Linked DNA regions of Zea mays: region 1 is linked to region 2. The links are chromatin contacts, called in public Hi-C maps. All regions are on one chromosome and are shown on one strand. The core of a region is the stretch at or near the end of the contact, and the rest is flanking DNA. Distances in the headings are between cores, read along the strand shown. Region 1 has its middle 92 kb from the start of LOC118473357. Region 2 has its middle 87 kb from the start of LOC103638587.

Region 1 (6,701 bases), core at 437-2,936, 250 kb after region 2:
GGGACAAACACGAAGGCCACGGGTTCCCCCTTTGTACGCCTGTCTCCCTCCGGCTTCTTCCCCCCTTCGCGCTCCGTCTCGCGCCGACCCATCTGGGCTGGGGCACGCGGCGATAATTTACTCGTCGGTCCAGGGACCCCCGGGTTCGAAACGCCGACAATATGTAAGTATGTATCATACTTTATGGTTACTGAATACTTTGACACAGATTTGAGAGATGTTTTAGTTTATTGATATACCAGTAAAGGTAGATGGTTTAACATCAACTAAATGGATCACTTCATATTATCTTTTGAACGATACATACGAATAACTAAAATCAAATTTTGGTGTTACTTTTAACTATTTGTTATAATGATGTAGGTTAGTAATTTGATATTAAAGGGATTATCTTGCTTATCTTTTATAATGGAAAAAAGTGGACAATTCGGTTGTCAATTTGTGGATTACCTTTATATATTTTTCAAAATAGCGAATGTAAGTATTGTTTTTAGAGAATATAAAATATCCAATTTCTATTATTGGTTGTGATGATTGGAGTCTACCAACTTTGCTAGATGTTCATATGTTTATGAGAATTTCTATGTTTTTTCGTGGCGTGTTTCATGGGAAGCTGTTTTGGAGCTTGCCCACTCGGGCAAGTCTTTAGCTTAGTACAGGTGCTCATTTTCCTGCTATAGTGTACTCTCCATGGTGCTTATATGATTATGTTTATCCATCTCAAAGCAAAAAACATCTAGATAACTTCTTTATAGAAAGAAAAACATCTAGATAACTGGTAGTGCTAATACTCAAGTACGACAAAACCCAATATCATATTTAAGACATTAATTGTATGTGGACACATTATAAATTAACTTGAATCTTTAGTTTTCAACCTCTGGGGTGCATACCATGCTTAACCTTTGCAGCTTCTTTTTGCAACAAGTGTCCCTTCCATAGTAAATGGACATGCGTGGCCCATAATTGCACTAGTAAGTTGATCTGCTTTAGAGCATTTTGTTGTTGTGGGGTTGGTGCCACGTAGCTGATAAACGAGGAAAAGGTTTGAACCATGGTGCAATCACTTTAAATTTAGTTAGCTTTTGGAGTATATAGTGGAGCTCAGTAACAGAACTCCTATATAGAGAAGTGGGTCGCGCAATGGGCTAAAGCATTGATATGGAAAACTTGAGTCTCTCACTCACCTGCTTAAGTTCAACTGGTTTTTGAAATTCGAATAATAAATAAATAAATTAGAATTTGCTAAAGGCTGGTAATTCAAAAACAATTCCCGAACGGCAAAAAGGAACCTTCTCATGTGTTTTGGCTACTTTCAGCTAGACACTGAAGCTGTCTGCAACTCTCATGGAATAGGAAACGAATTACATGAAAATTCGATCCATTGTCAAATCAACAGGATATGTTAATAAAACCTGGACGCATTGTTTCTGTTTTTATTATTCTTTCTGTATTTTGACAGAGAAATTACAACATGTTGGCATCCAATAGATCATGCTAATGAGTGACATGATGATGGCTCCTCATGAAGAGACTACTCAACAAAGCCTCCTTTCCTTGCGGCAATGCTTGAGGCCGGAGTGAGAGGTCGCCGTGCCGCTTGTCAAACTACTGTTCCCTGATGTGGGCTGCGGCCCAAATGCCCAATCATGTTCCCACCAGTAGTTGATTAGCCACTTCGCACATCGAGTAGCCATCGTCACAGACACGTACCTTCGGTGCCTTGCTTTAAATAGCCCCTCACCTCTCCATCCTTCCTACTCGTGCTAAAACGCAAGACACCAAAGCAACCAGTACTACTCTCTCTCTCTCTCTCTCTCTCTCTCTCTCACGATCTCACCACAAAAACCAACACGCTCGGCTCGATCGATCTCGAAAGTCAAATCAGCGCAAGGAATCTAAGTCGAGCAGCCGCAAGGAACTGATCGAGATGGCGATGGAGCCGAACATGGCGAGGCGGCTGTGGCGCGTGGTGCGCGCCGTGCTGTTCATGCTCCGCAAGGGCATGCCGAAGCGGAAGCTGGCCATGGACCTGCACCTCCTCATCCACCGCGGCAAGATCGCCGGCAAGGCCCTCGGCAACCTCATGACCGCCCACGGGCACAACAGCGACAAGGCCGCCGCGGCTGAGGCGGCGCCGCCTCCGCAGCACTTCTCGTGCGGCCGCCGCGGCCACGACCCGTCGCTCGCCGTCTACGACCCGCGGGGCACGCGCGAGGTGGAGTTCAGCTGCAGCAACACCCCGTCCTACCCGTCCCTCCACCTCGTCCCCACGGGCAAGCGCAGGCGCCGCAACAACAACAACAACAACAGCAGCCGCCGCCGCGGCACGCACCGCGGCGCGAACGGCGCCGAGCCCGGCTGGTACAACTACGACGCGTCCGACATTGCCAGGGCCTTCGAGATCCTCAACAACAACGAGCAGCTGCTCAGCGGCGGCGACGGCAACAGCTCGGACCAGCCGTCTCCCCTCGCGCTTGTGGCCACGCCGTCCCCGGCGCTGTGGGCGAGCTTCGGCCGCACGCCCGCGCACGCCAGGCAGCTGAGGATCACCGACTCGCCGTTCCCGCTCGGGGACGACGACGGGGACTGTGGCCAGGTGGACCTGGACGCCGAGGATTTCATCAAGAAGTTCTACGACCAGCTGCGCACGCAGCAGGCCCTTGCCACCGCCACGCCGGACTACTGCGGCGGGTATGCGCGACCGGTCTCTGGCATCGCCTAGAATTCAACCCACGCATCCACACGCGTATGCATATGTAATATATATGTACGTGTCCATAGAGTATTTGTTTGAACATGCATGATGCATGCATGGATAAAGCATGTTCGTTTGAGAGCTAGCTACTGGTGGTAGAGCTAGTCTAGAGCTTGGTCTTTGTGATATGAGGGAGAGATTTTGTACAACATCATCATATCATGTTTGCAAGCTAGATCCATGCATGTATAGTACTCCTATATATGTGTACGCTGTATGTGTATATTTTGTTGTAGTGACATGTATCAATTTTACTGCAAGTAAGGTACATGTTGCAAAGACATTAGCATATAAGAACACTGGTGTATTACATAGTATAAGAATTGCGCTCGTGTGTGTGGTTCCTGATGTCCTGCATGCTGGCCCTCTGTCCATGCCAGGGACTTGTACATAGTGTTGTTCTAGAAACCACTGCTACATGTAATTTTCAGACAATCTATGGTCGGTATGCTGACAAAGATCGATGGAGCTGTCTGGAATAGTGGAATCTTCTACTCATGAATATATTCTAGCATCTGATGAAATTTCATTTTCTTTCATACTTTTATTGTTCTTGTGGATCTTATTTACATAACAGTTTGCTTATTAACACTACTACAATTATTCTTGATCTGAGTACAACTATGAAGCTACCGTGTGGGCTATGATTAGCAGGAACGGAGGCCGGACCAGCCTTGATAAGCTGATCATCGCTTCAAGGATATCACTATCTGAATTAATTGTGGCTTGACCATTCATGAATCATGATGGTGTAGCAACCAGCCTGTGCTAAAGGCTATCTCCCGTAACTTATCCATCTCTATACCAATTTTTAAACTCCACTCACTTTGTAAGCAGTACAGTCTACGGTGTACAACAGTTCAAAACAATGTTTTGTTGACCATATAGGTGAACTGCTAAGTACCTTCGGATCCATATCAGCCGTCAGCAGGGTGGTTAGATCAAGTGATCATCAAATCTCCACGAAGAAACCTGGATGGACTACTCGATGAATAGATCATTGTAGTAGACAGTATGGTGCGTAGACATGTATAAACAGGACACCCGACCCGGCCTGGCACGGGAAGTGAAAGCTCAACCGGCTAGGTACGGTTAGTAAACTGGGTTGGTCCATCTAAGCCTGTCAGCTCATTTATCTGCACGGGTCTGGCCCACTGCGGGCCTAAACGGATCGGGACGGTCCAACAAGCACAAAAAACAGACTGATTAGCTGGCTTAACGGGCCGATAAGCACAAATAATAAGCATAAAACATGGGCCTAGAGGACCTGACGTAAAGCGAGCTAGACCAGGTCAGCCGGGCTCACTGTTCGAGTTCAGCCCGCCTATTCGTGTCGAACTCACCCAGACTGTATAAAGCGGGACGGGTCAAGCTCATAACGAGCCGCATAAACGGGTTTGTAGGCGGGCTTACGTGCCACGGACTTCCTATACATATCTAACGGTACGACCAAGTTAAATGCACACAAACAATGTGGTTAGTTTTTTCTTTTTTTTCTTACGTGCCATGCATGTATATATGTTCACTAACATTACAAGACCGTGTACATTTGTCGTAACACATTGAATCAATTACTTTATTTATTTCTATTTCAACAGAGAAAACGGAGAAAATGTATTTCATAAGCTTGTCTTTAACCTCTATCACTTCAATGTTATTTACCATAAGACGTCGCCGTCTTGGATTCATTCCCACCCTTTTCCGACCATCTGCCTCCACCATGTTTGACTCCATTCCCACCCTGTCTGGGTCCCTCATGCACTGCTATCAGCGCTGCGAACACAAGGTTGACTTGTCCCTTATGGTTCATATTGATGATGAGTGATTGTCAACGGGTAGCATTCTGGTGTAGTCAGTGGACTGACCGAGTGTGATATTATGTTTGTACAACCATGTCGGTCGGCTTGTGGTGTATAGGTGTGGAGCACAGGGATAGTGGTCGAAGGTTGAGGTGAAGGTCATGTGGGCTCGTGCTGATGGACCGAGAATGGTGAAGGAGCGAGTGCTGGGTCTTGACTGATGGACTAGAGCAGTCGGGTGACCAGCCGCGGTGGCTGACACCTGAGACACGCACTCGCGCGAGGACGTGGTGGAGTGGACCGTGTTGCCGACATGGTCGAGAACTGGTAGGACATGCGTCTAGTCGTGGAGGACGTGTACAAGGTGCGGTGCTCATGGAAGGTTTGGTGGTTTGGGCCTCAACCACCCAATGCTACAGATTGCGGGTTTTGCTGAGTTTGGGCCTCAAAACTTGGCGACGACGATTCCTGAGGGAACTGATGGTGGCACGTGGCGTGATCGCGGAGGGTGCGTCAAGACGAAGCAACTCTGTGTGAATGACGTGGTCATTGGATCGAAAACCTAGGAGTTGGTCTATTTTGCCCCTGGTGGAGTGGATAAGCTCTATGTAAATAGTGGTAGTTTAGAAAGTGAGAATAACCCTCTATAAATAAAGGGGAGGGCTGGTTAGTTCAATATCTCTTGTTTGCCATTTGTTTTTTGCTTAGGGTTTTAGTGCTCTCACATCTTCATCCCTAGACTTCTCTAGTTTAGCTAGAGATCTGTAGAGATTTTGTAGCTGTCGACTGTGTTCTTGATCTTCAAGTTTAGTCCGAGGAAGGGTCGCCGGTCCGGCCCACAGCATTCTTTGGCCTCAATCTCAGTTTTGCATCCTTGCTAAAATTCTGAAGTTTTGTGCTCTTGGTTTCCCCATTTTCCTTCTCTTGTGGTTTTGTGGAGAACCTTTGAGTTGTTTTGATATGTGTGCTGTTGGGGATTGATTTGTGTGGAGATAGACTCTTTGGATCAATGCGTGCACCCCTACAATGCAGTTCTTGGTCATGATTCGAGTTGAGGTCTCTTTGAGTTCGTTTTGAGAAAACCCCATTATGTTCATATTTTTAGATCTGCGGTTGATTCACAAATCCGATTGAGCTCAAAGTTTTTGGAGACCTTGGAAACATATTTCTCCATGTGTCTATAAAATTTGATCTCAATCAGAGTTTGTTTGCTTAAGTTTTACTTCCGAGAACAAAATTGCGTGTTGCTGAAATCAGCACTTGTCTGCGACACGGTTTTGGACCGATTCAGACTTTTTGGTGTCCGATTTGTGATCCAATTGTTTTTCTGGTCTCATGTGAGTATTAGGAATATTTTGTAATCATGAGTTCACTAGTTCACTGATGTGTTCTTGGTTTGAGCGCTTGCTTCATCTCAATTAAAGTGAAGTGTTCATTTTTAGTGTTTGAAAGCAAAATTTGATTGGCTCACATTCATCCCCTCCCTCTGGTCGCCTCACTGGTCCTTCAATTGGTATTAGAGCCGGTTAAGAATTTCCCTTCCCTAATCAGTTCGAAATCCACGAAGGCGACATGGAACGTGGTTCTGGCAAGCCACCGTTCCTCAATGGGACGAACTACCCGTACTGGAAGATCTGTATGTCGGCATTCCTTCAAAGTATTGGGTACCACGTCTGGGAGATTTGCCTTGATGTTGTGTTCGATGCTGCAAGCCCTCAGATCACTCTGATTTGGTTGGAGTTCCATGATACGAACAACAAGGCTCGGAACGCTATGTTCTCATGTCTCTCGCTGGCTGAGTTTGAGCGAGTTAGACACTTTGCTATGGCTCATGAGATCTGGTCCACCCTCGAGAGATTCCATGAGGGCAATGATCATGTGAAGACCAAGCTCTTTGAGATGTACTGGCGAGAGTACAAGAATTATGTTCAGTTGGCTAGAGAGACCATAGAGACTATGTTATCTCAGTTCCAGTCCATCATGAACAAGATGCGTGCCAACAAGGCACAACTTCCCTATGATGATCATGAGAGAGCGTTGAAATTGCTACATGCTCTAGATCAGAGGCTTTGGGAGGTTAAGGTATTGGCGATCATCGAGTCACCCAATTACGAGACTCTCACCGTGGACAAGCTTTTCGGAAA
Region 2 (6,486 bases), core at 3,366-5,865:
TATTAAGAAAACCGCCAGTGGAAATGCTATTTCCACTGGCGGTTTTTTTTATTTAGCCGCCAGTGGAAGTTTTCCCGCCTTTTTTTAAATTTTTGTACTGAAATTTATATATATTTACACACACAAACATATATATATATATATATATATATATTGATATTGATAAACATGTAGTATTGATATTAAAAGCAACATGGAATTAAATTCTATCATACATTTATATACATCAAAGTCTTGTTTACAACCATGTATGCATCACACATTATATACATCAAAGTTTTCACTTAAGCTCTAATAACTATCTCGGCTAAGAGATAGTCTACTAATTTCTGTTAGTATTCTAAACTCTGGCAAAGCTAATGTTTCGGAAGCATCGTGATATTTCCCTTCTGCGGGAATGACCTCTTTCAATATAAATGTGCACAAGTCCTCAACTATGCCATACAATGCACCTTTAGTTAAGTTCTCCAGGCTTCCTTGTTGAAATTGTTGAAAGGAAGCTTATAAACATTATCTATTTATACTCAATAATAACACATTTGTATCTTTAATGACATAAATACATACGTGACTATTACTAATAATATCTTGCCAGGGTTCGTGATGTATCGTTCGTTCATTCTCATGAACTCGCACACGTAGAACCCACATAGGACCGATCCGGGTGGTTGCTTGTGGCACTACATAACGGGAGATTGGTTATTTAGTTGCAACATTGTCCTATGTACGTACATGTATGATATGTATTCATAAATTCACATACTTACCGGCCAGTTATAATGGATGTCTAGTGGCACGCCTTTTTTGGACGTGTCGTAGTTTCCACCTCGTAGCTTATAAAACCTAAATGCCCTGTGATCTCAAATAGAATCACCATGTTATTCTACAATTCTCATCGATATAAGTATGCATGCATAGAAAAGGCTTACAACTCTAAGAGGCCGAGGAATTTTGAATAGGCCGAAGGCTCAGTGTGCAAGGAGTCGAGCACCAGCACCTTTCCAACCTTAGGATAAATGAAGAAGCATATCCAGTGGTCCCTGTACGAATCAAACTTGTGATACATGTGTATTGAAATTATTAATTTTATTTATGCAAAATCACACTTACTTAAAGTTGTACGAGGCCACTATGGATTCCCTGTCTTGAAATTGAAGCATTGCGTGTCCTATGTAGGTGGCGTATCTTGCTTCAAAATCCTTCTTCAGATCCTCGATACGCACCTCAATTTCTTCGTCCGTTAGTCCCTGTAATGCTTCGTTGCCTTTTCCAATTCTAAAAGTGTGGTTATCCTCGCATATCTTTATTGGGTTGAGATACCCACCCTTTTACTGGCACTAGCATTGGGATTGATACCATAAAGGATCTCCTGCTGATCATGTTGCATTCTGCAACGCACACGTGCATGTCAGATATTGAAAATTTATACAACTCACTAATAATAACACATATATGTGGAGTATGAGTGACACTTACAATGCAAATATGGTTACAAGTTGCACGTCGAGTCTCTGAAGGTTCATCATTAACCACATGTCCTCGAATGCAACAACGACTTTTTGATTTGAACCAATAAAAGCATGGGCTGGTATATTAACACTGATGGTGTCGATGCCAACTGAAGATGCCCGCATGTACCAATCATGCAACCTTTTAATATTAGCCGGGACCTTCCTTAGTTTCTCAAAAGTGAGTAGTGGTCTGCCCGGCACATATTTTTTAGGCACGTTTTTATAATCTGCCTTAGTTGGCTTCTTTATCTTTGCGGCCATTGCCTCAGCCTTTTTTGCGGACTCCTCGAGATCGGCCAAATCAACAGTGTCTGACGTGAGGCTCCGTCCAATCCCTTTCAAAAAACGAGTTGTGCCAGCAGTGGATTTACTCTTCTTTTTCTTCTCGAACGGGGACACTAATTTTGGTATAGAAACTTTAGATTTCTTTGATGGTCGTGGAGATGGCTGTGGAGAAGGTGGATCCCTGAAGGGTGATGTATGTGGCGGAGACGGTGGGCCACCATGAGGATGAGGAGAAGGAGGGTCAGAAAGAGGATGAGGAGCAGCATGTGAAGTTTGAGGAGGTGATGATGGATGTACAATAGGAACAACAATTTGAGAAGGCGGAGACGGTTGGGCCTACGACGACGGTTGTCGTGGTGGATCAACCAATTCGACATCCCTTCGAGGCCAAAGGATAAATTTCTTGATAGCTTGTCCAAGTGTCTCGATACCTTCGGGCCCAGGGATGTCTAGCATGTCGTCCTCGTATCCTTGGACAACTGTCGTCACTTCTACCCTGCAATATTCTTCTGGAATGTCGTTTCCATGGAACTTGCGTCCTGGGATCGCAAGGCCTGTGGCTACTTTCTTTGTACGCTGATTGTTAATACCATATCTTATAACTAGTGTGCATGCCACAGGCCTTGTGATGTCATCAACTGGATAGCGGACCTTATTTCCTGTTGACGTGATAGAGCTTGGGATGGTCGTACCCTCGATGGAAGCCGACGTTTGAGCTGCTGGAATTATTTGCATCTGTGGACTGGTCATCTGTTGAACAGACATCGCACTCGCCATCGCCAATTGCTGCATCAATTCTGGAGGAGGATTCGATAGCATTTCAGACATCAGGCCTTTGAACTCTTTCTTGGCCTCCTCCTTAAAATAATTCACCATCTCTTCCTTGTATCGATCACGTTTCTTGTACAGACCTTCCCATTGTGGTCTGAATCCTTCCTTCCATCCTTCCTTAGATGAGATTCCTCGTACACGTCCAGGATGCTCAGGGTTACCGAGACCAGCCGTTAGAATGTCTCTCTCTCTTTGCGGCTTAAATGTTCCTTGGCTCTGCTTAGCTGCAATTGCATATATGTTTTTTGCCGCTTCTTCGACAGTGGGATCATCAAAAGATACACCAGACTCAGTTTCCCTTGGTTTTCTAGCACGGATCCAATTAGCTGTCCTTTCACCAAGTTGCTCGGACAGCGTCGGCAACCCTGCAGCCTTCTTCTCGGCGTCTTCTTGCCTCCATTTAGGAACCTGACGCTTGTAACCACCTGTGCCAAGGTGGTGGTGGTATTTGTTCTTCTTAGATAGTTCCGAATTTGCCTCACTTAGCGATATGAAATCAGGACTGCTCCTCTGCTCTAAAAATACTGACCACTGACCTGCTGAGATTTTATATTTTTTCGTCGGGTCTAGGTCTTTCTTTGCAAACTTTGTATTCATCTCAGACCTCCAGTTTCAGAAATTGATTGCAAACTGCTTCATTGTGTATTTTTTCACGAGTTCTTCTGAACCCCGAGGCAAAACGAACCTCGTTATTAGCTTATTCCACATTTGATTCTTGACATCATCTGATACATCTCTCCACTGTCGGATTGTGATGTCAAGATTATCTCTAACTAAGAACCCAAGTGCATTCCGGAACTTAGGCAGTGATTCTTCTGGAGCTAGGGGCTAACCATTCGGGCTCACGTCTGCGATTTTATATGTCTTGTCAGGAAACTTGTTTAGCCCCCTATCACCTCTGTTCCGTTCGCTCTGCTTCCTTTTCCTTGACCTCCCGGTGGTTGTCTCGGTCGGTTCCGGTGCGCCTTGGGTCGGTTCCGGTGCGTCTTGGGTCGGTTCCGGTGCGTCTTGGTATCGTGCCGCAGCTTTTTCGAGCATCACACGAAATTGAGACAAGACCTCCTATTCATGTAATAAAATGCACAAGAAATCATGCATGTGTAATAGACATTGTGAAATCAGCTAATTAATTAGGTTCTGTTACACCAAACGCCATCCTATTTCCACTAGCGGTTGTGTTAAGATAACCGCCAGTGGAAATAGGTTTTCACTGGCGGTTCCCAAGCCGGGCCCACCTGATTTTTTTACTGGCGCACGGTAACTGAAACCGCCAGTGATAATTTATGGGTGCCGCAGGCTTTAAGCTCTTTTCTACTAGTGTGTACAGGTGGTAGCCAAGCGTTGTAGTACGAGCGTGTACATGTGCAACCTCTTTTGAACCGCGCGTGGTGGTGAAAGCGATGAAGCTTTCATTTGACTGCTGGGCGGCTTCAGCCAATGCCAGATTGACAGACACATCTATCTAGTTTGTTGGTGATCTGCGCCATTATTGATAGCTTAACCACGATTAAAACCGAAGAACTTCGCTGTCAGATAGACGAAACTGCACCATCTCCATCTACAACGACACCACCAGAGCTCGATCAGAGTCAATGAGTTTCCATCGATTATACTCGAGATCTCGACGGAAAACTTAACATGCTCAAAGTTAACGCATTTAGTGTTGGTGATCTGGCCTAAACTTCGCTATCAAACGGAAGTACTGCACACGTTAGCTTGCCGCCACAAGCAAGATCTCCATCTCAGACACCAACAGCGAACACAGTCATTCAGTTCCGCATCGATTGGGATCTGGACAGAAAACTACTCATCAATTTCGCCAAACCTGGCTGTACACGTGGAGCACGCTGGTAGAGTGCGATCGAGTGCTTCGCGTCGCAAATATCACCCGGTTTGATTGATTAAATTTGATGATTAAGAACGTCGACAGCTGGGGCCCCTGGGTGTTTGTTTTCCAGTGCACACAAAAGCGACCCCCGGCCCTCGTGCCAATCATGCAGTTTGCAGACACCGCTCGTCACTGCTGCCTTCTCACTCTCACAGGAGGTAGGTCACTTTCTTGGTATTGAAGCGCGCCAGCGCCCTGTTCGTGAGGTTTCTGCGTGGTTTGGAGTGAATCTCCGATCGCCAATGGTATCAAGTTTTCAGATTACTTGTTCGTATTCATATTCTTCCTGCGTTTGACCGCACCCCACGATCAGATTAACTTGGTCGATTATCCTTATCTCATGCGTGGTTATCCATCTAATCACGTGTAATTTGTTAGCTATCACTTAGAATGGGTCTAAACCTCCCCTTATATATATGAAGGGGTACGGCCGATTGATAACCACCGAACACATTCCAATCGAATCAATTACTTTTTTTTATCATTCCTGCCCTATGAGTTGATGTAGCGTAGTTCTAGTTATAGCCTTCTGCATCTCCACCTCCACCCCTATTCGACTCTACGTCGTCTAGATTCGTTTTGGGTGGCCTGCCGACCCCAAGACGACCCTAGGATATTACCCCTTCCGCTAGTTGTCCACCCAAGGCCTATTCCTCGAATTGATCTTTTAATTCCTAAGTGACTCCACATCATCTGGGAACGCCCCGGGTGACCTGTCGACCCAGGACACCCTAAAATCTCTTCCCCCATGGGACGAGATCTAGGTTCCAGCGAGGAGGAGGAAGGCGACCCTATGCCATCGCGGACCGTCCGGCCCCGTGCGCGGACCATCCGGTGCGACATAGGGAAGGCGTCGCTTCGATGCCCAGGTCATGGACCGTCTGGCTCAAGGCCGCGGACTGTTCGTGCCACCGCCGAGGGCACCGCCAGGCGATACACCCCTAGTGATTGGCGCTGCCCAGATCGGCGCCAACAATATATGTCTTTTACAGTCTCCTCTAAATTTAAAGGACCATTTAGAGAATGTTGCTGGAGAGAGTAGAGGACGACAACGTCCTCTAAAATTTAGAGTACTGAATACTTTAGATGACCTGCTGGAGGCGGTCTTAAATCCTAGGCAAAAATGAAATTTGTTTGCATGCATGCCTTTTTGCAGTAGGCGTAATAATTCCTGTAAGGTATGCAAACTAGTGTGGGTGGTTGGTTTCCTAGCCCTACGAGGGAGCTGCACAGAGAGTAAGAGTGAGAGGAGGGTAGGCTGCAACCACGGGGCGATGGCTGTCCCTTGGGCGCCATAATGGCAGAGGGTAGTGCACAGAGTTGGGGGCTCTAGCTCTCCTGGGGAAGTTAGCAGAGATACAGTTATTCCTTGTCTTCTCTTGATTACAAAGCCCTAATTATATAGGCCTAAGGCCAACCGACTTGATGAGGACATCACTTCTATACATACAATGAATGGACCGATAACACGATAGCGTGCACGACAGCTAATTCTCCAGATACGTTCTACCCTAGTCAATTGTGTTTCAGAGCTTACGCTTGGGGCCATGGATGTTTTGATGATTAGGAAACTTGGAGAAGACCAGCAAGGACTTGGGAAAGGCCTAGGTGTTGAGGAGGAGCAGCAAAGGTGCCCACAACAGGAAGGAGATCAAGTCCGACTCGGCTGCGACTCTATCTCGGGTTCCAGGACCAGTCTGCACTAAAATGGACACCCAAGATGCATCCGAACTCTGATTGTGACGGGCTTGATATGGTTGTAAAGATAAAGAGATTATATAACCAACCCAACTAGTTCCACCCTAAAATTCATCCGGAGTCAACGGGAATCGTCGAATCAATTCAGCGTTCAGATTCTGTTTTGGTGCTGCGACACCGTCTGTTGGGCCGTTGAGCCGTGTATCGCGTCGGAGCCTATTAGGGGCAAGTCCAGGGGTCACGCACGCCCTAATACTCTATTTATTCAGCAGT

The links. A called contact is a pair of places that touch in the nucleus more often than the background predicts.
Region 1: a Hi-C map of leaf shows a contact between it and region 2, with 3 times the contacts expected there. The contact joins two enhancer-like sites. A contact is called at or near these places in 6 of 25 Hi-C or Micro-C datasets (bundle sheath, ear, leaf and 1 more).

The regions. Positions count from the first base shown.
Region 1 is chr9:80,111,280-80,117,980 of Zm-B73-REFERENCE-NAM-5.0, forward strand. No RefSeq gene overlaps it. Among protein-coding and RNA genes, the nearest start is that of LOC118473357, 92 kb to the right of the region's middle. Within about 2 kb of position 1,687, at least 12 of the 20 cell types and tissues checked have an H3K27ac peak or open chromatin away from gene starts, as enhancers often do. A contact at or near this core is called in leaf, where this site is marked.
Region 2 is chr9:79,859,721-79,866,206 of Zm-B73-REFERENCE-NAM-5.0, forward strand. No RefSeq gene overlaps it. Among protein-coding and RNA genes, the nearest start is that of LOC103638587, 87 kb to the left of the region's middle. Within about 2 kb of position 4,616, at least 8 of the 20 cell types and tissues checked have an H3K27ac peak or open chromatin away from gene starts, as enhancers often do. A contact at or near this core is called in leaf, where this site is marked.